Linked DNA regions of Mus musculus: all the other regions are linked to region 1. A link is a contact called in public Hi-C, HiChIP or PLAC-seq and Micro-C data. All regions are on one chromosome and are shown on one strand. Each heading gives the region's core, a stretch centred on a gene start, on an enhancer-like site or on the middle of the called end of the contact. The rest is flanking DNA. Distances are from core to core; before and after follow the strand shown. Region 1 holds the start of Gsg1 (germ cell associated 1). Region 2 overlaps Gm38911 (a long non-coding RNA gene). Region 3 has its middle 22 kb from the start of 4930425L21Rik. Region 4 holds the start of Gpr19 (G protein-coupled receptor 19). Region 5 holds the start of Lockd (lncRNA downstream of Cdkn1b). Region 6 holds the start of Apold1 (apolipoprotein L domain containing 1).

Region 1 (2,895 bases), core at 113-2,612:
AATTAAATGTTATCCTTTATAAGAGTTGCCTTGGTCACGCTGTCTCTTCTCAGCAATGGAAACTAACTAACTAGGACAGAAGCGAAGAGGCAGGAAAGGAAGGAGATGGAAGGGAGAAGATGGAAGGAGAATAGGAAAGGGAGGGAAAAGAAAGAAGAAAAATCTGATTGTATTAGCTGACCAGGCATGCTATAGAAGCTCAGAGGTAAGGGAGCATTCTCAGGGCTGGAATAAGGGATTTGAGGCTAGAATCTGAGGTCCTGAAGGTCAGGATCTGGGTGCCTTGATAAGGAAGAGCAAGGGTCTTAGAGAGGGATGGAGGGTTCCATGTCACACAGGACAGGTCTTCATCCAGACCCTTTCAATCCTGGACTTCACACCTGAGGCTGAGTTGTACCTCGGCGTCAACTGAATTATGTCTACTAAAACTCTGAGAGTGAACTTGGCATGGTGGCTCACATCTGTAGTCTTGGTGCTCAGAGACTGAGGCTGGAGGATTGCCATGAGTTGAAGGCCAACCTTGTTATATAGTGAGTTCCAGACCAGCTTTAGCTGGAGTAAGAGCCTGTTGCAAAGCAAAACTGAAAATTCAACACGTGGTGGACACTGCTGTCATCCCAGCACTTGGGAGATAGGAGGAGAAGGAGGATCGAGAGTTCAAGGCCAGACTCAGCTACACATGAAGTGTAATGCCTTGTTTCAAATAAAAATAAACGTGATACTGAATGCCTCCTTAGATTTCCAGACACTGGTCCTTTAAGATGGCAACTCTTTTGCACCATTACCTCTTCAAGAATGGTCTAGAGTTAAAAAGGCCAACACAGTAGCTGCTTACTACATGAGGCTTTTGAGCCCTTCAGATGTAGATGGTGCAACTTAGCTGTTATATTTCATTTTAATGCAATGTTGAGAACAGTGTGGTTCCAGTGGTTGCTGGAGGGTGGGGGAGGAGGGGGATGTCGGCTTTCACCCAGCCCTGGGTAAGAGTTCATTGTTATTGCTGTGTGTGTTCATCTCACTGTTTTGAATGGAGGTGTTAGAACACTGTTAAGCCTTATGTGGCTCACAACTGTAATTCTCTCTGACAGCAGTGGGCAAGCCTCACAAGCCAATGTGATCTGGTTGGCACCACATGCAAGCCATCCCTAACCTTCAGATTTGTGTTTGAATGAACTCCCCAGATCTTTTTATACTCATTAAGCACCGATTGAAAGACCTCAGGAGACTGAGAGGTACTGAGCGTGTGCCCTTCTCTCAACCTGGTCTTTCTAGGGTTGGGAGAGGAGTGGGCGGGGCATCCGGGGGAGAGAGCCCTGCCTGCTACTGTGACATCACAGAATGAAGTCATAGTAACCCATCCCTACCCAAGCTGGCGGCGTGCCTGAGGGGCATTCATCCTCTCCCAACTGCCCACATACCACCTTACCCCCTCTGCTGGCAAGAGGGGACCTGGTGCACCCTCTCCCTCAACACCTGAGCCACGCAACTAAGACCTGTCAGAGCAGAAGCTGAGACACATTTTCAACTCCTGTCAGCTGACTCAAAATGTTTGTCTCACCCAGGAGGTAGGTACACAGCTTTTGGAAATGTTGTTAAAAAAAACTAATTATATTTATTTCACTATTTGAGCCCCATCTCTAGTGGCATGAACACACACACACACACACACACACACACACACACACACACACACACGGAGAGGGGAGTAATGTATAGTTATTGAGCAGTGAGCAAGTATGTTCAGAAGGCCCAGCTAGCCTAAGAAAGCGGCATTGGTGAGACTGGGACAGAGCTCAAAGCTCTGAAGAGCCAGCAGTGTGGGCTCAGGCAGCTCCCCCAAGTTCAGAAAGAAGCCCCCAAAGTACACACATCAACCATCAACTGGTGGAGCCCTTACAGATATGAACATGATAGCAAAAGCCAGTCAGTGCCTGAAATGTTAGTATCTTTCAGGATTAGTTCTCTAGAGAGGGGGCAGGGTTATGGGGAAGCCTGGTGTTAACATGAAGCCACAGATATAAAGCACAGGACACTTGAACCCTTGCCTCATTGTGGAGGCCGTTCCATGACCCGAAATCTGTGGCTTTTGTTAAAAAGTGTCTCCCTGCCCTTTGCTGTGTGGGCACGTTCCTTCAAAAGCAGTGGGCCTTTTAGGGTTGCGGGTCTAAACGCGGACTCTACCATGTCTACATCTGTGATCTGGTGCAAATCAAAGATCGAATCCAAGCAGCACAATGGAGATGGTGCTCTATACCTGGTGGGGTGCGAGGGCCTCGGGAGCAGTTAGCTAGCGAAGGGTCTAACCACTGGCCTGGTAGTTTGGGATGCTTTTTCCTTAGATTCCGCTTTCCTTCCACCTCTTTAGATCTTCAGAACAAAACTGTAGAGGACTCCCCACCTCTCCCGCCAGCCCTTGGGGAAGCAGGTAGGTAACCAGTAGTCCTCAGATGTGTTAAGGGGTTCATGTGCTCACCTCTCGTGTCTACAAAACGAGGCAGGCCTACCTTACCCCTCCATCAGAAAGGACCTAGGGAACCACGTTTTGGAGGGAATAGGGAAACGCTTGATTTGGGATTTGACAGCAACCAGGACACTTGTCCCGTCTGGTGTTAGGAATTTAACCCAGGATCCATTCTCTTCTCTGGGCTGGTCCTCGCCTGCCCTGATGGATAGGCCAACCGGATGCAGGACCCACCCAAGGAAGAGAAAGAGGAAGAAACCTAGTGGTTCCTTGCCACACCTAGAAGTCCCAAGGACTCGCTGCACAAGGGCGGGGCCCTGCGAAACAATTCAAAACACGCTCCCGGTGCGTCGCCACGGCAACCACGCCCGGTGCTAGGCAACTGGGGCGCCGTAGTAAACACCGTCGGGAGGGTTACTCATGGGGAAGCATGG
Region 2 (2,895 bases), core at 259-2,758, 450 kb before region 1:
TCCTTCCCTATAAGCTGATTTCTTCGGGTATTCCATCACAGCAACAGGTTGGTTAACACAAGGCTGGATCAGGTTTGACTTCCCCCATTTCCCATCTCAAGAATGTGACAGTTGCAAAGCTCAGCCAAATCGACCTCAGAAATATGCCTAAAATTCCCTGCAGTCTAGGTCAGGCCCTCCCTTACTCGGTCAGGAGCAACACAATGGCAACGAATGGTGTCCTGAAGGTTCTTCTTCCCCCTCAGAGTTCCAGGCCCATCTGTTCTTCAAATGTGCAAGGTGACCACACAGTAGAATTCTGGTTGTTGATACCTTAAGCCATCTGTGTCTTCTACTTTGTACCTGTGAATGGACGTGAACACCTTCGAAGCATCCTTGGTATTGCCAGGACTCCATTACCCCACCAAATGTCAACTTAAGAGTCACCTTCTCTTTCGAGCCTTTTCCAGTTGCCTCAATGATAGAAATCCTTTTTTGCCTTGACTTTTGGGACAACGGTTGCCCTTGTGGTGGAGTTGCCCATTCATGACTTCTTCCCTGAGTGGGTGAGCAGTGTGATCCAAAAACAGATATGTAGAAAATATAATAAAAGAGTATGGAGGTCAGGCTACTGTCTCACCTGACTGACCCTCTGGGTAAGATGAGTCTGACCTACAGCTCCACCCAAGGCCAACCCATAGATACTCTGCTCTGCCCCAGGTCCACACACTCAGCCTGCTCCTCCTTGCTTTTTATACATGTGCACGTGCGGACACACACACAAACTCATACTCATACGCACACACTCACACTCATATACACACACTCACACACTCATCCATACACATTCACACTCATATACACACACACTCACACTCATCCACACACTCAGCACACTCATCCACACATACACACACACACACACACACACACACACACACACACACACATACACACACACTCCAGGCCTCTCCCATCCTGAGAAATTCCTCCACCCCCAATCACAGACCCAGTTTTAATTGTAATCAGATCTCTTTTAATTACCATCATATGCACATCTCTGGAAAAAGTAGCCCACAGCCTACTTAGTGTAGTTAACGTTTATTGAGGATAATTAGGTGCCGTCCACTGAGCCAAGTGATTCACATTATGTTTCTGTGGCTTCCAGCTACACAGTGACACACAGACCGTTATCACAACAGTTGATGGACTGGTAAACTAAAACTTGCTTTGATTAAATAACTTCTCCAGGCCACACAAGAAAGAAGTGGCAGATTCAGAATTTGATCCCTTGTCATCTGTGACGTTTGTCTTATAAATGGGGAATATTTATCTTGTTTTCTTCACTGATTTATCCCCTAGGACTTAGACAAATGTTCAAGACAGAGTGGATGTTCAATCAATATTAGTTGAGTAAGTGAGACTGTCATGAGGGTTTCCCCTCAATCACGATACAGAACTGCCTAGTCAGCCCTCTTTTCTGCTGCTTCCTTTTCTGCAGTCTCTGGTCTGCCCCGCTGTGGCCTCCTGCTGTATTGGCGAGTCACGTCTGATGTATTTCCTGCCTCTTCTTCTGCGTTTCCTGTCCCCATCAGCTACATGTTCTGTTCCGGTTGCTCCAGTTTCTGTTCTCCTCCACCTTTTCCTACTTGCTGTCCAAACAACAGTGGTCAAAATAAACACAAAGATGTGACGTCAGACTCTTATTTCATACAGCCCTCCTCAAATTTGGGGCAGAGAGCGGCATTGCTAATCCATCCTAGAGATGAGGCATCACTAAGTAGTATTATGTCACTTTTAGGGAATGTTGAGAATTGGCAGTCTCGAAAAAGGGCTCTGAGTCCGCAAGCGCTCTCTGTTTACACTGATTGAACTGTCTGCTGGAGCTCATGATTGTAGATCTATACTAATAATCAGGTCTGAGCGATCATCCCAGATTCATCCTTGCTACACCCAGGCGTCTCTTGGTGATAACCAGCGTAGCTTTCTAAACTAACTCACTAGTGTTCTGTTTTATAAAAATATAAGGGAGAGAAGAAATATGTTTGGTGGAGGTGCAGTCAGGTGTGGGGGAAGGGGATGCCTCTGTGGGCCCTTGCTGAGCCATCCCTTTCCCCTGAGGGACCAGCCACATGAAGGTATAGTATAGAATAGAGTTTATTCAGGGCATGGGGAGGGGAATTAAGGGGGGGGGAAGGGGGAGGAGGAGGAGGAGGCAAGTAGCCCCTTTTACAGTGAGTCAAGCACACATGGGACTGTTGCTAGATAACTGCGGGGCGGAGCCTAGACTAAATGCCAACATCTAATAATGTAAACAATTTACTAGTCCATCTTCCCTCTCTCCTCACCTTCCTTGAGTTCATCTTGGCAAACTGCACTGACATCTGCCTGGATGCCACCGCAGCACAGGGTGCCACTGTTCATGCGGCCATCACTAGCTCCTGTTCTTTCTCCTGCTCACACACCCTCAACTCCAATTGGACTCCCAACTCCTGCACTTCACCACGCCTCCTAAGCAGGGGCGTGCCTTCTGAAACACTGGTGCCATTCAATGGGCGCAGAGCTTCGTGGTTCCTTGCCTCCTAAGCACAGAACACACTATCTGTCCCTGTCCCGTTTCTCAGCTTACATGTCTTTGTCCCTACATCGTCAGCACGAGCCCAGCCACACCTTGAGCAAGTCCCTTTCTTTCTTTTACTAGCGTTTGTCTCTCTTCCCCCCCGCCCCCCGCCTGCCATTTCCAGTCCTTTCCCCCTATAAAATCTTTATCACGCATCTGCTCTCCTTCTCTTGACCCATTCCCGTTAGACCTGGGTACAGCTTCGCTCTTTGTCCCCCTGTATAGCTGGGACAATTTTCCTTTAAGACAAAAATGACCCCAATTTCACACTGAAGACAGGGCCCGTCCTGAAAACT
Region 3 (2,895 bases), core at 185-2,684, 380 kb before region 1:
GGAGGAGCAGAAGTACATTGGGCTCTGCTGCTCTGGTCTGTGCTGCCTGCTGCTCAGAGTCTCTCTGCAGATGCAGTGGACCTTCAGGTCTTCCTGCCCCCTTTTTACTTTCTTAATTATTTAATTATCTATTTATCTATTTATTTACATCCCAAATGTTACCCCCTTCTGGTACACCCTTGCAGAGTTCCTCCCTGCCCCCCTTCACCTCTGAGAGAGCAGTCCCCTAGCCTGCATTCCCCCACTCTGGTGCTTCAAGCCTCTGCAGAATTAGGTGCATCCTGCCCCACTGAAGCCAGACAAGGCAGCCCTCTGCTACATAGGTGCCTGGGACCTTGGACCAGCCCATGAATGCTCTTTGGTGTCAGCTTAGTCTCTGGGAGCTGCCAGGGGTTCAGGTTAGTTGACACTGCTGGTCTTCCAGTGGGGTTGCCATCTCCTTGAGGGCCTCCAAACCTTCCACTAACTCTTCCATAGGGGTCCCCTCCAGGGTATGTGAGTATCTGCATCTGTCTCAATCAGCTGCTGGGCTGAGCCTCTCAGAGGACTGCTATGCTAGGCTCCTGTCTGCAAGCACAACATAGCATCATTAATGGTGTGAGGCATTGGCGCCTGCCCCTGGGATACATCTCAAAAGGAGTTGGTCATTGGTTGGCCACTGAAGAGCCTCTGCTTCATCTTTGTCTCTGAAATTATTTTAGACAGGACCAATTTTGGGTCAAAAGTTTTGTAGGTGGGTTGATGTCCCTATCCCTCCACTGGAGTTCCTGTCTGGCTACTGGAGGTGGTCTCTTCATGCTTCATATCCCCACTGTTGGGCCTTTTGGCTAAGGTTACCTGCTTTGACTCTTGTGAGCCTCCCTCATCTTGGGTCTCTGGGATTTTCTAGAGAATCCTGCCCCCCCCCCGCCCCCTGTCCCCCGCCCCCACCTCCAGCAGCTGCATAGTTCCATTCATTCTCTTGGCCTTCTGGACTCTCTCCTATCTCTTCCCATGCCTGATCCTTCCCCCAATTTCCCTCATCCTCCCCTCACTCACCCAAGTGCCTTCGTCCCTCTCCCTCCCTCTTCTAAGTGGGATTTAAGCATCCTCACTTGGGCCTTTCTTCTTGTTTGACTTCTTTGGGTCTGTAGGGTGTATCATAGGTGTTCTGAACTCTTTGAAGGCCTCTAAGTTGCCAGATTGCAGGTGGGTCAGGGAAACTGTCAGTCTCACTGTTGATGGCAGCGCTTGGATGACAGGAAGAGGAAAGAGACTTCTTTTTATGGAAGGGATGGATTCTTCCTTGACAACAGCTTTTAGAGCCTTGCTTAGTAACAGAAAAGCCCCCCTCCCACTTCCCAAGCTCTCGGCAGCAGCTCCCACGCAGGCCCCACCAGCTCTCAGCCTGCCAAAGGCACCCCACTCTGAGTCTGAGACTGCTGAAAGGACTCCCAGGGGAAGCGACATCTGTGCACCCTCCGCCACGCATGTGTGTGGGCATGTCCGGAACTGCCCCCACTCTACCAATGAAAAGTAACACATTCCAGGGCTCCAGGAAACTGTGCTGAATCCAGTCCCATGAACGGTGGAGGCTTGACAGCAGCAGCACCTATATCCAAAAGGGAGCAAGAACAGAAAACCGGGAGAGCCACATTTTCACCCCACCTTGTACCCATTTGTTGAACGAACGGAGATGATCACCGAGTCTCGGTCCACACCTCTTAAATAGAGACAGAAGATACCTGCTTTTCAGAATCCTTTGGAGAATTATAAAACAAATGTCTGCAATGTGCCTCATGTAGAATTTTGTGAGGCCCACATACTAATTTAACTAACACAGCTGAGGCCTCCCAAGAGCCCTGCCTACCTTCACTCCCACACATGTTAAATCAACTTTATTTATTAGAACTAGCGAAACCTACTAAGTTTTAACTACTGTGGAAAGCTTTAGGGGCGATTAAAGTATGCAATATTAAATTTGTGTGATAAGCCGGGCGTGGTGGCGCATGCCTTTAATCCCAGCACTCCGGAGGCAGAGGCAGGCGGATTTCTGAGTTCGAGGCCAGCCTGGACTACAAAGTGAGTTTCAGGATAGCCAGGGCTATACAGAGAAACCTTGTCTTGAAAAACCAAAAACAAAACAAAAACAAAACAAAATAAAACAAACCAAATTTGTGTGATAACCCTGTCCTGGGTTGGTTGCAAAGGATGTAGAATGGACTGTAATACTTAGAGCCTGGATTTTCACATACCCACTTAAACTTGAATTTTTAGCATTGATAAGGTCCTATAAAGGAAGGAAAGAACACACTGTTCAGCTTAAACCTAAATCAGATAATCTTGATACACAGCAGTCCGCAAAAGTGGTGTCCATGTGTGTGTGTGTGAATGAGGGAGTGTGCACAACCCCAGCTACTGTAATATGAACAAAGAACCATCCTTCCCCAGGACACAGAAGGATGACAGCTGAAAGCCAGTTCCTGGACAGGCCACTGTCATCTCTGAGATAGCAACTGTCACCTGCTCTCAAGTCATTGATCAAATAAAAAGGTAGCCACAAATGTTCTGTGACGATGTGTAGCATGGATGGATGCCAGAGAAGCCAAATACAATCCAAACTGTAGTTTTAGTGGAAGACAGAGGGTGGGAATAGGAGATAGGAAGGTCTTTCAGGCTGCAGCATGTGGCAGGCCATCCATCTGTCCCCTACCAGGGCCTGTAAAGAAGAAGACAGAAGAAAAGTGTTTCCTGTATAGACCAAAGATCCAACCCTGCCCACCCGTCCATTAGATGCCTTTACTTGGCTTTGCGCACTCCCACCTTGTATTTTACCTTGTTACAAACATCCGCACTTAGTCTATCTATAAGTTGGTTTGCTAGCTGTGGGCAGCCTTAATCCCCATCCGTGTGCTG
Region 4 (2,895 bases), core at 239-2,738, 360 kb after region 1:
TGAGTTAGTCTAGTCATAAATATGAACAAGAAATTCATTCACCCTCTCTGTATTTTCTCTCTTATGAAGGAAATGTCAGGTCAATATAGGTGTGGAAAACTGGTTATCATTCTACCTCAAGTAAGCTATTGTTCTTATCTATAATAGAGAACCTGTTTCTTTGTTTAAAACAGCGTTTCATGTAGCCCAGGCTGGTTTATGACTCCATACGTGGGGATTGCCCTGAACTTCTGATCCTGCCTCTATAGGTCTACCACCAAGTCCCATTTTACTCAGTTCTGCATAAATCCGTGGCTTTTAGGCAAGGAGCCTACCAACTGATCTACAAACCCCATTTTTTTTCTTCTTCAATGTACCACCATACCCAGATTGTATAGGAAAAAAAATGTTCAAAGTATGCTAAATTTTACTATTATATTGAACATAAAAAAAAAAATCCGAGGTGAGATGATAGCTTCTCTTGAGACAAATGTTGGAAGCATGACAAGTCTTCAAGTTCTGACCTCTTCTGTTCACATACATACATTTCCCCCTTCTTACTGGTTAAAATCTCACTTTTTCTGGTAGAAAAATGTTACAAATCTAAAGACTTCAATCTCACCGGTCAAAAAATAGGGTCTAATAAAATTGCCAAATAAATTCCATTGTTTTGAAAACTAGAAAAATGCTCAGGCTTAGCTAAGTTGCCAGTTATTAATTTTTTTTGAACGTACTGGAATCTATCAATAGAAATTCCTTCACAAATCAGTTTGCCTCTACTTGCAAATGGATAACCATATCTAAAATAATCTATGCTTATCAGATAATATTTTATGAGCACTGTCTGAGTCTATTTAGAGCGGACTTTGAAGGGACATTCAGACTCTTATGAACTAACTGGCTTCTGCTTTAAAGGGCTACTGCTTCTAGTGTCAGCTCTTTCTAGTTTCAAAATTTGCATGGCCGCCTTTCTGAGTCGCCTTCAAGAACAGTCTTAGCCCAGTCAGGAATTGCTCGAACTCCGGCGGCCTTAGGGTCAGGCTTATTTGCATCTTTGCTAAACAAAGTCCATCCTTTGAGGCGTCAGCGCCGCCGGTCTTCGCTCTCACGCTCCGCTGCTCACTTCAGCGACGGTGGCGTGCACAGCACCTGGGTCATCTGTGCTCACGATCCTGCCGCGACACCGACTCTGGGCGTTGTGGTTCTCATTTCAGGGCTCCGAGATTCCCACGGCACACTCGGCTGCTCGCTCCCTAGTCCCGGGACTAGGAGGCGCGGTTTTCCCGGAGAAATCCACGTCAGCCGCGCAGGCGCAGGCGCAGGATCTGGGCGGAGGGAAGGGGCCTGCGCTCGGCCCGCGGTAAACAAGCACTGCGCAGGCGCCGTGCGCCAAGGTGATTTTTTTTTTGTTTTGTTTTTTGTTTTTTGGTTTGCATAGCATCATAAAAAAGGGGGAAGGCCAAAGCAAACCCTAGCATCTTAAGACGATCGACGGTGTGGCTTCTGCTACTCTCACTCTGAGGCACCGGCTGCGCGACCATGGCAGCCATAACTCTTCCACAGAGCTGCCGGCCTTGAGCTCTTTCGCTCACTGTCTACACTGAGGCTGAGAGGACAGAGAAAAGACAGAGAAAAAAAAGAAGAAAGAAAGAAGATTTAAAGGAGAGGTGGTGGGCGGTTCCCACAACGCCACCGTAAAGACCTCTGTGCCTCTTTCCCCAGACAACGCGAGATCCTGTGCCAGCCGGGACTCCGCCCCCGCCCCGCCCGTGGCTGTGTGCGCATGCGCTGGGCTTTTTGGCGCGCAAACCGTTCAGAACTTCCTGCTTGGTCACAGGTGGCCCCGTCGGCCCCCGAGGGATGTCAGTCAGGTCGGAGCCGGGGATTCACGCCCACTGCGGCACGTCCTTAGGGATTTTTCGGTCAAAATTCCACTTGACTGTAACTCGCCCCCCCCATTCTTCTGTTCTCGTATGGGTCATGAGGTCTCCGCGAATCCAAGAGTCAGAGTGGGAAGAGAACCCCTCGCGGTTTTTAAAAGATGTTGCGATTTCGTTGTGTGGCACGCGAGCTAACTGGCATAAAAGGATAAATCTGGGGAACGAACGGGACTTCCCCCCCCCCACCCCCGAAGATTCTGAGAGGCTGTGAATGTGGACCGGGCTAACACAGTGATATGAAGATGAGAAGTTTTAAAAATGGAAGGAGCCAATGAAGGCTTGAGAGATGAGGCTAGGAGGAATTAGAGCAGTAGAGGAAGTTTAGCTTAAAATATTTACGCATATTTATAAGCAAGTAGGCAGCAGTGCCGCATATTTAGTCTACGATAGCGAAGTGAAATGGGGATGTCTTTGAGTGCAACAGAAACATTTTTTAAAGTTGTCGCAGGCAAGAGCTGAGGTTGGGGCGGGGTAAAACAGATAATCTGGAGTCTTAGGATGTTGCAAGTGTGGACCGCTCTGACTGATTTGGCCTCTTTTCTCTCTCAGGGGACGTGGAACACCTGCACAAACTGGATTTTTGCCCTATCACGACTCTGAGGTACCATCCGGCAACTGAAGTGTCCTCTTTCCAATAGAATGCCTGGCCTCTCCCACCAACTTCACGGTTCAGCCGGAATGAAATTTGGCTAACAAGTCACTCAGATGAGTCACTGGCTCATTACAAGATTATAGATTTCTAATCTATAGCCTTCCAGTTGTGTAGATCTTAGGATTCACTCTAATATTGGGAGCAGTGCTATATAGTACAGACAGTATTGTCATTTTTACTGTCCCTGGAGATTGTTTGCAGGACCTTGCACAAGTCCCGCAATGCATGATGCTCAAGTCCCCTGCGTAATGAGGTATACTATTTGCATATGACCCTTGTACATCTTTCTGTAAAGTTTAAACAATCTCTAGATTATTTGTGATA
Region 5 (2,895 bases), core at 181-2,680, 330 kb after region 1:
AGAGGGAGGGGAGCCATTATTAGTAGTAATGCATTTATTTTTGACCTGGGACTCATAGAGATCCATCTGCCTCTGCCTCACGAGTACTGGGATTAAAGCTGTACACCACCATGTCCAGTGGGGTTTTATTTATGACCTCCTTTGTTTGTACGCTTGTTGGTATATTCGAGGTAGGGAGGGTTATATGCAGCCCAGGCTGACTGCAAAGTCTCTCAGTATCCTAAGCAGGCCTTGAACTCCTGATCCTCCTGCCTCCAGCTCCCAAGTGCTCAGATTACAGGTGTGCTCCACCATGCCAAGCCCAAGTTTCCAAGCCTGTTTTCACAGTCACGTGCTATCTGAATCTTTATCTATGACACCCCTGTCCGGGGACCATCCAAATCCCTGCTTGGCTCACACTCAAGATGAAGACCTGTTTCTGAGACTAGCTTCCTCCTTCCAGGGATGTGGTTTTCCTCATGGACTGCTCATTCTGATCGGATGTGTCCTCTGAAAGGCAGAGGTAAGCACTGAGCCTCTAACAGAGTCCATGAATACAGCCTGGAGAGCAGCTCAAACATGTTGGTTTATGGACGGGGTCAAGGAGCTTAGTGGACTGGGAGAGGTAAGGTCAGAACTAGACAGCTAAAAAACTAAGAACATGGCATACTGGTTCAGGGGCCAATGGAGGCTAAGGCTGGGCTTCTGGCTAAAACAGACTGAAAGGAGATATCAGGAGAAATTATTTTAAGGAAAGAAAAAGGGAAGAAAAAAAAAAGGCAAAGGCAAAGAAAGGTATACATATGAGATGTCCCTGATAAAGAGAAAGACTGATCTAGGACTACTGTTTAATTATTATGACGTTTTAAAAGCTTCACTGCAAAGAAAAACATAGTTGGATCCTAATTAATAAAAGCCATCACTTGTATTAGACCTGTTCTACTAATTGAATCCTCCTAGATCTTAACAAACTCTTTCCAATGAGTTTCCTGACCCAGAAATCAAAAGGGGACTTTATGTCCCCTTCTCATCCTCACAAGGGGGGGTGGGGAACCAAACCTGGAAAACAGACAGGTTCCCCCCCCCCTTTAAGGTTAAAAAGGAAGAAAATGACACCGACTGCCTTTGTCCTGATGGATTTTGACACTCTAACCCCAGAAATAACACCTCTTTTGCTCTATATAGAGTCTATAGCCACACCTTGTATTTGGTTGGTTTATTCCTATGACGGGTAATATTCATTTCTAGGATAACTACCCGCTCCCGCCCTCCCCAAGTCTACCTTTCCAAGACAGGGGAAGGTGCGTCCTCGTCGAACTCCCGCCTGTACCTTCCTAGTACCTCTGGCCAGCAGCCTGTGTGCCCGTGCTCCCTGGACATCCGTGAATGTTTGATGCTACATCTCTACCCAAACTGAAGCTTCCCGCCTGCATTCTGTCAACGGCACTTGCGGGCGGGGCGGGGGGGGGGCAACTTTTGGAACAGAAAGCTCCACCCATCCTACTCCCTACTACCTGCAATCAAACCAGCTAAAACACCCCACCTCAGACTCCCCAACTAAGTCTCATCACATGATCTACCGTACGGTAATTTTTTTTTTTTAACAAGAAAACAAGCATCCAAAAAAAAAAAAAAAAAAATTCAAACTGCAGGCGCGAGCCAATGGGGAAGCAGGGGAAGGTGGGCGGGGGAAGCGCGGCGGGCTGGGCGGGGACCCGCGGACCTGTGGACCGAAGGATTCGTAAAACGCAGCAGGCGCACGGTTTAGGCTTTTTTTTTTTTTCTTCCAAAACTCAGTTAAGCGCGAGGCTCCGCCTGCAGCTGCAGCCTCGCAGATCCACCTTAAATCTTCAGTGGACTCGGTGCAGGGGTCAGTGGGCGCAGCCAATGCCAATCAAGTTTACAACCACCAGCTCGGGACGAGGGAGGGGGGGTTTGGGGAAGGCCAGAGGGAGAAACTTCAACTTCTCGCTTTATATGCACACATCACACACGCGCACACGCAAACACACGTACGCACGCACATGCACACGCACACAAAGGGAAGGAGGGGGCCAGAGACCGGCGCTCCGCCGCCAAGTAACAAGTTTGCAAACGCTTCTAAGCTCGCTGGCCGCGGCCTGGACGCGCTTCCCGCGTCCCGACCCGAGCGCCATGATGGTGGCTGCGGTTCTCAGTCCGGGTTCTGGAGGGGGAGCCGCAAATGATGCAATCCCCCGGCCGGCGCCCGAACCGCGCGCCCTTCTCCCGGCCTTTTTCTTAACGTTCCTTTTAGAGGCGCGTCGAGGTTTCGCGCCCAAAGCATGGATAAGGGGTTTTTCTTTTGTTTTATTTTTTAAGATTTCCTAATTTCTGGTTCCTACCTCTGCTGAGTCCTTATGCATGATAAGTCTGTGACTTGGATGGAGGCCCGAGGGACTTGAGACTTGAGTGTACGTGGAAATAAGTGCACTTTCGGTTCTCCGGGATCCGCCTGTGGCTGACCCCACCCTATTACAACCCCACGCGAGTGAAATCAGGGAGACGACCCCATAGGTTTCTAAGTAGGATCCATGGCCTTTTTACCCCTCAGTGTCGTTTGCAAGGTTTCTTTTTTGCTTTAATTTTATTATTTTTTAAAGCCAGGAAAGGGGGGGGCAGGAGTAGGGTGTGGCTCAGGTGAAAGATGGCAAATGAAAAAGAATCCATGCTCTGAAAAACAGATCAGGGATCCTAAGTGGACTTCTAAACAAAACACCTTTTAGTTCAAAGCGCTAGACGAGCAATCGTGTTTTCTGGTGATGATGGTGTAATGGCGAAGGCAATTCTCTGGCTCCCAGGAAAGGTCGCTCAGTGCAGCCAGGGTGGTGGGCACACAGTGGCTTGAAAGGCCGACTGCTTGCTCCCTCCCACTAGTGAATGTCCATAGTCCCCCAA
Region 6 (2,895 bases), core at 214-2,713, 270 kb after region 1:
GCGTGTTGCCTTAATGGTAGATCACTTACCTAGCGTTCAACCCTCAGACTCAATCCACAAGGCTGCCGAAATGAATACACGAATAAATAAACCACTCAGGACTGGGAACAGGGAGGTAGGTTACTACTGGGTTATGGGTCAAGTTTCCAAAGGCTCTGGAGCCTGGGACAAGTCACACAAGTTCCCAGAACCCGTTAACTGTGCGTTCCAACAGAGATTATGCTGTCTTCTGCTTTCCTTCCAGGGAACAAAATCTATGGACACCATCCACAGATTTAAATAAAGGTTTAAACGGGAAGGTGGAGACTATTAGAAAGCTGCTCCAGGTAAATGCTCTGAAAACAGAGACTTTGCTCTGTTTTCAAAATGACACTTGGGCTGAGGATGCAGCTCAGGGGTAGAGCCATTGTCTGGTGTGACACCCTATTCTATTCCCCAACTCCTGACAAACAAGGACCAATAAAAAGAAGAGAACACCTTAAAAGTAGCAAACCGTGCATGTAACGTAACAAAAACTTTTCATTATGTGGAGACTTGTGTCCTAGGGACTCAAGGTACTTGCCCCCCCCATTCTCATTATATCATTATATTCTCTCTCTCTCTCTCTCTCTCTCTCTCTCTCTCTCTCTCTCTCCTTCTCTCAATGTCCCTGTCCCTCTCTCTAATCCTAGCACTTGGGAGGCAGAGGCAGGATCATTGAGAGTTCAAGGCCAACCTGGTCTAAATACTGAGTTCTAGGCCATCCAAGGCTACATAACAAGAATTTGTCTCAAGGTAAAAAAGAAAAGGTGCTAGCTAGCAGCTCACTGGAGGCTTCCTTGGGTCCAGATGGACTGAAGCCAATAAAAGGTGACTAAGGGAGAAAGCTGAATGTACCAGGTTCATCTGTAAAAGGCCATCTGTCCTGGTAATGAGGGAGCCCCATTTTCATACACACTGTACTCTCCACCAGTCAGAACTTCTTAAAGGCACCAAATAAGTCACTGAAAGAGCATGTCGGACCTGAACGAGCAGGGCAGAAGTTATTTAATTTTTTATCTTTCTCCATTTGTTTTTGTTGTTTTTAAAGACAGGCTGTTACATAGTCCAAGTTGACCTCAAACCCCCGATTCTCCGGCCTCCACCTCCTGAGTTCTAGAATTCCAGGCTTGCATCGGCATGCACAGCCAGAACTCATTGTCCTCGGTTAAGATGAAGGCCTTTAGAGACCGGCTACCAACAGCTGATGTTTCTCAGTGCCCCCAGAAGAACACTGGTCTCCTGACTCATAGGTCCTACAGCTCCTGGTTGACCTCCATGATCTAGCTGACCAGTAAGAAGTTTTCAGGTAACAAGAAGGTTGGGAAAAAGTCACTCCAAATACATGACGCCTCGAGAGTTGACCCCGATATCACCAATCCCATTGCAGACACATCCCTCGGACTCCCCACTTACCCTTCACTCTGGCCTCCAGGAAGAAAAGTGGGAGACTGTTTCTGGACGAGCATACTTTATAGCTCCCAGGAGCCAATGACGGCTCTGGGAAAGCCTTGTCTCATTCTGAGAAGCTGCTGTTTCCTGCCCTGACCCCTGCTGCCTTCGGCCAGGATATGACATGTTGGAAAAAGAGACGCTGGCAAAGCACGTCCCGTATTTAGGAAATGAATATTGTGTGTTCGCTTTCCCCTCCAAACGCAGGAAGAGAACCACAGGCTCTTCCCCAACTTGAAACAAGTGCTGTCATCTCCCAGTGGGGATACCCTGCCTTTCCTCTCCTGAGAATAGCTACTGACGCCATCGGGGGAGGCTTTCCCACATGCCCCAGGCTGCCCAATTATAGTGTTTCTTTGAGAGGACTCCATCAGAAAATCATTTTTAAAAAGAAATAGGAGGGACCGGAAAACTTAATTATGATCGATACAGCCACTCATGGTCCTTTTCAAAGAGCTTTGTGGGGATGTAAGTAGCTGAAGCATGTGACCCATTAAGGGAGGGCAGCCAGCACCAAGGAGCGCCTAAAATTCAAGACCACGCCCACAGGAAGTGCTGCGTGCAGTTTAGGGCATCTCCAGCTGTGGAGAAGACACAGGAGGTCTCAAAAAGGGCACACTGCGGGGCCAAGTGCGTCAGAAAAATCACTGGGGTCAAGCTGCACACCGAGCTAATTATACACTTTCCATGGCAGCGGGGAGATGATGGCTTCCGGGGTTTTCATATGAAGCGAGGACTGTAGCTTGCATCATGGTTAAATGAGTGGATTCTAGCTACAGGTTCCCCAGCAGGGTCTGAAAAACAGTTATCTATTACAGAGCGTGCAGGCGGGGAAATGAATGTAGCTTCTTTCTGTGCCTTTACCCAGACCAGATGGCGATGCACCCCATAGCTATCCCTGAAGCAGTTAGGGTGGGGGTGGGGGGAGGGGAGAAGCTGAAGCTTAGTTGGGAAACCCAGTCTCACCAAAGGACCCCTGACACCATCGTCAAAGGCCAAACTGGTTTTCACCTAAATGATTCATGTCTCCAGCTGGAGGTGCAGTAGACTAGCACGCGGAGGCCCTGGATTCTAACACTGGCACCCAGAAACCCATCACTGTGGCCCACCCCTGTAATTCCAGCACCAGGAAGTAAAAGCTTGAGGGTTAGACATTCAAGGTCAGCTTCGGATTCATAGCTAGTTGGAATCCAGCCTGGGCTACGTGAGACCCTGTTCCCAAAACGAAACAAAAGTCCCCCTTATTCATTTGGAGTCTCTTGCATCTGTTCAGTGCGGTCTCACTATGGAGTTCTGGCTAGCCTAGAACTCATTAAGTAGATCAGACTGGCATTGAACTTGCCTCTTGCTCTGCCCCATTTGGAAAGTTTCAACAGCTCTATCATTGTAGAACACAATTAAGCCCCTCACTTTCGTATGGATAAC

Evidence for each region. A called contact is a pair of places that touch in the nucleus more often than the background predicts. HiChIP or PLAC-seq counts read pairs in DNA pulled down with a chosen protein or histone mark.
Region 2: a Micro-C map of embryonic stem cells shows a contact between it and region 1, with 2.4 times the contacts expected there. The contact joins the enhancer-like site here to the promoter of Gsg1 in region 1. A contact is called at or near these places in 2 of 39 promoter capture datasets (embryonic stem cells and hippocampal neurons), 4 of 484 Hi-C or Micro-C datasets (cortical neurons, embryonic fibroblasts and embryonic stem cells), 1 of 115 datasets of contacts at active chromatin or transcription factors (embryonic stem cells) and 1 of 9 other capture datasets (embryonic stem cells).
Region 3: a Hi-C map of cortical neurons shows a contact between it and region 1, with 2.4 times the contacts expected there. The contact joins the enhancer-like site here to the promoter of Gsg1 in region 1. A contact is called at or near these places in 1 of 39 promoter capture datasets (hippocampal neurons), 9 of 484 Hi-C or Micro-C datasets (the C2C12 cell line, cortical neurons and embryonic stem cells), 2 of 115 datasets of contacts at active chromatin or transcription factors (bone marrow-derived macrophages and pancreatic cancer cells) and 1 of 9 other capture datasets (embryonic stem cells).
Region 4: a Micro-C map of embryonic stem cells shows a contact between it and region 1, with 3 times the contacts expected there. The contact joins the promoter of Gpr19 here to the promoter of Gsg1 in region 1. A contact is called at or near these places in 2 of 484 Hi-C or Micro-C datasets (both in embryonic stem cells) and 1 of 115 datasets of contacts at active chromatin or transcription factors (pancreatic cancer cells).
Region 5: a contact with region 1 is called in a FOXA1 HiChIP or PLAC-seq map of pancreatic cancer cells. The contact joins the promoter of Lockd here to the promoter of Gsg1 in region 1. A contact is called at or near these places in 2 of 115 datasets of contacts at active chromatin or transcription factors (the 230-238 cell line and pancreatic cancer cells).
Region 6: a contact with region 1 is called in a FOXA1 HiChIP or PLAC-seq map of pancreatic cancer cells. The contact joins the promoter of Apold1 here to the promoter of Gsg1 in region 1. A contact is called at or near these places in 3 of 39 promoter capture datasets (the C10 cell line, embryonic stem cells and hippocampal neurons), 3 of 484 Hi-C or Micro-C datasets (the N1E-115 cell line, embryonic stem cells and nephron progenitors), 7 of 115 datasets of contacts at active chromatin or transcription factors (bone marrow-derived macrophages, embryonic stem cells, pancreatic cancer cells and 1 more) and 1 of 9 other capture datasets (adipose tissue).

Annotation. Positions count from the first base shown.
Region 1 is chr6:135,252,803-135,255,697 of GRCm38.p6, reverse strand. It overlaps Gsg1 (germ cell associated 1), which reads left to right and starts at 1,362. Exons shown (of 7, transcript NM_010352.2): 1 at 1,362-1,565; 2 at 2,366-2,425.
Region 2 is chr6:135,699,739-135,702,633 of GRCm38.p6, reverse strand. Gm38911 (a long non-coding RNA gene) reads right to left here. Exons shown (of 2, transcript XR_869507.2): 2 at 1,065-1,631. Among named protein-coding and RNA genes, the nearest start is that of Gm38911, 12 kb to the right of the region's middle. Within about 2 kb of position 1,508, at least 24 of the 459 cell types and tissues checked have an H3K27ac peak or open chromatin away from gene starts, as enhancers often do. A contact at or near this core is called in embryonic stem cells, where this site is marked.
Region 3 is chr6:135,635,395-135,638,289 of GRCm38.p6, reverse strand. No RefSeq gene overlaps it. Among named protein-coding and RNA genes, the nearest start is that of 4930425L21Rik, 22 kb to the left of the region's middle. Within about 2 kb of position 1,434, at least 20 of the 459 cell types and tissues checked have an H3K27ac peak or open chromatin away from gene starts, as enhancers often do. A contact at or near this core is called in cortical neurons and hippocampal neurons, where this site is marked.
Region 4 is chr6:134,896,787-134,899,681 of GRCm38.p6, reverse strand. Gpr19 (G protein-coupled receptor 19) reads left to right here and starts at 1,488. Exons shown (of 4, transcript NM_001362050.1): 1 at 1,488-1,850; 2 at 2,469-2,520. It overlaps 2810454H06Rik (RIKEN cDNA 2810454H06 gene), which reads right to left and starts at 1,721. Exons shown (of 1, transcript NR_029441.1): 1 at 1-1,721. RefSeq lists a cis regulatory region at 1,541-2,076.
Region 5 is chr6:134,927,627-134,930,521 of GRCm38.p6, reverse strand. It overlaps Lockd (lncRNA downstream of Cdkn1b), which reads right to left and starts at 1,430. Exons shown (of 2, transcript NR_037956.1): 1 at 1,237-1,430.
Region 6 is chr6:134,980,569-134,983,463 of GRCm38.p6, reverse strand. Apold1 (apolipoprotein L domain containing 1) reads right to left here and starts at 1,463. Exons shown (of 2, transcript NM_001109914.1): 1 at 1,435-1,463. Gm36428 (a long non-coding RNA gene) reads left to right here. Exons shown (of 3, transcript XR_003956531.1): 1 at 1-326; 2 at 1,070-1,327; 3 at 1,409-1,566.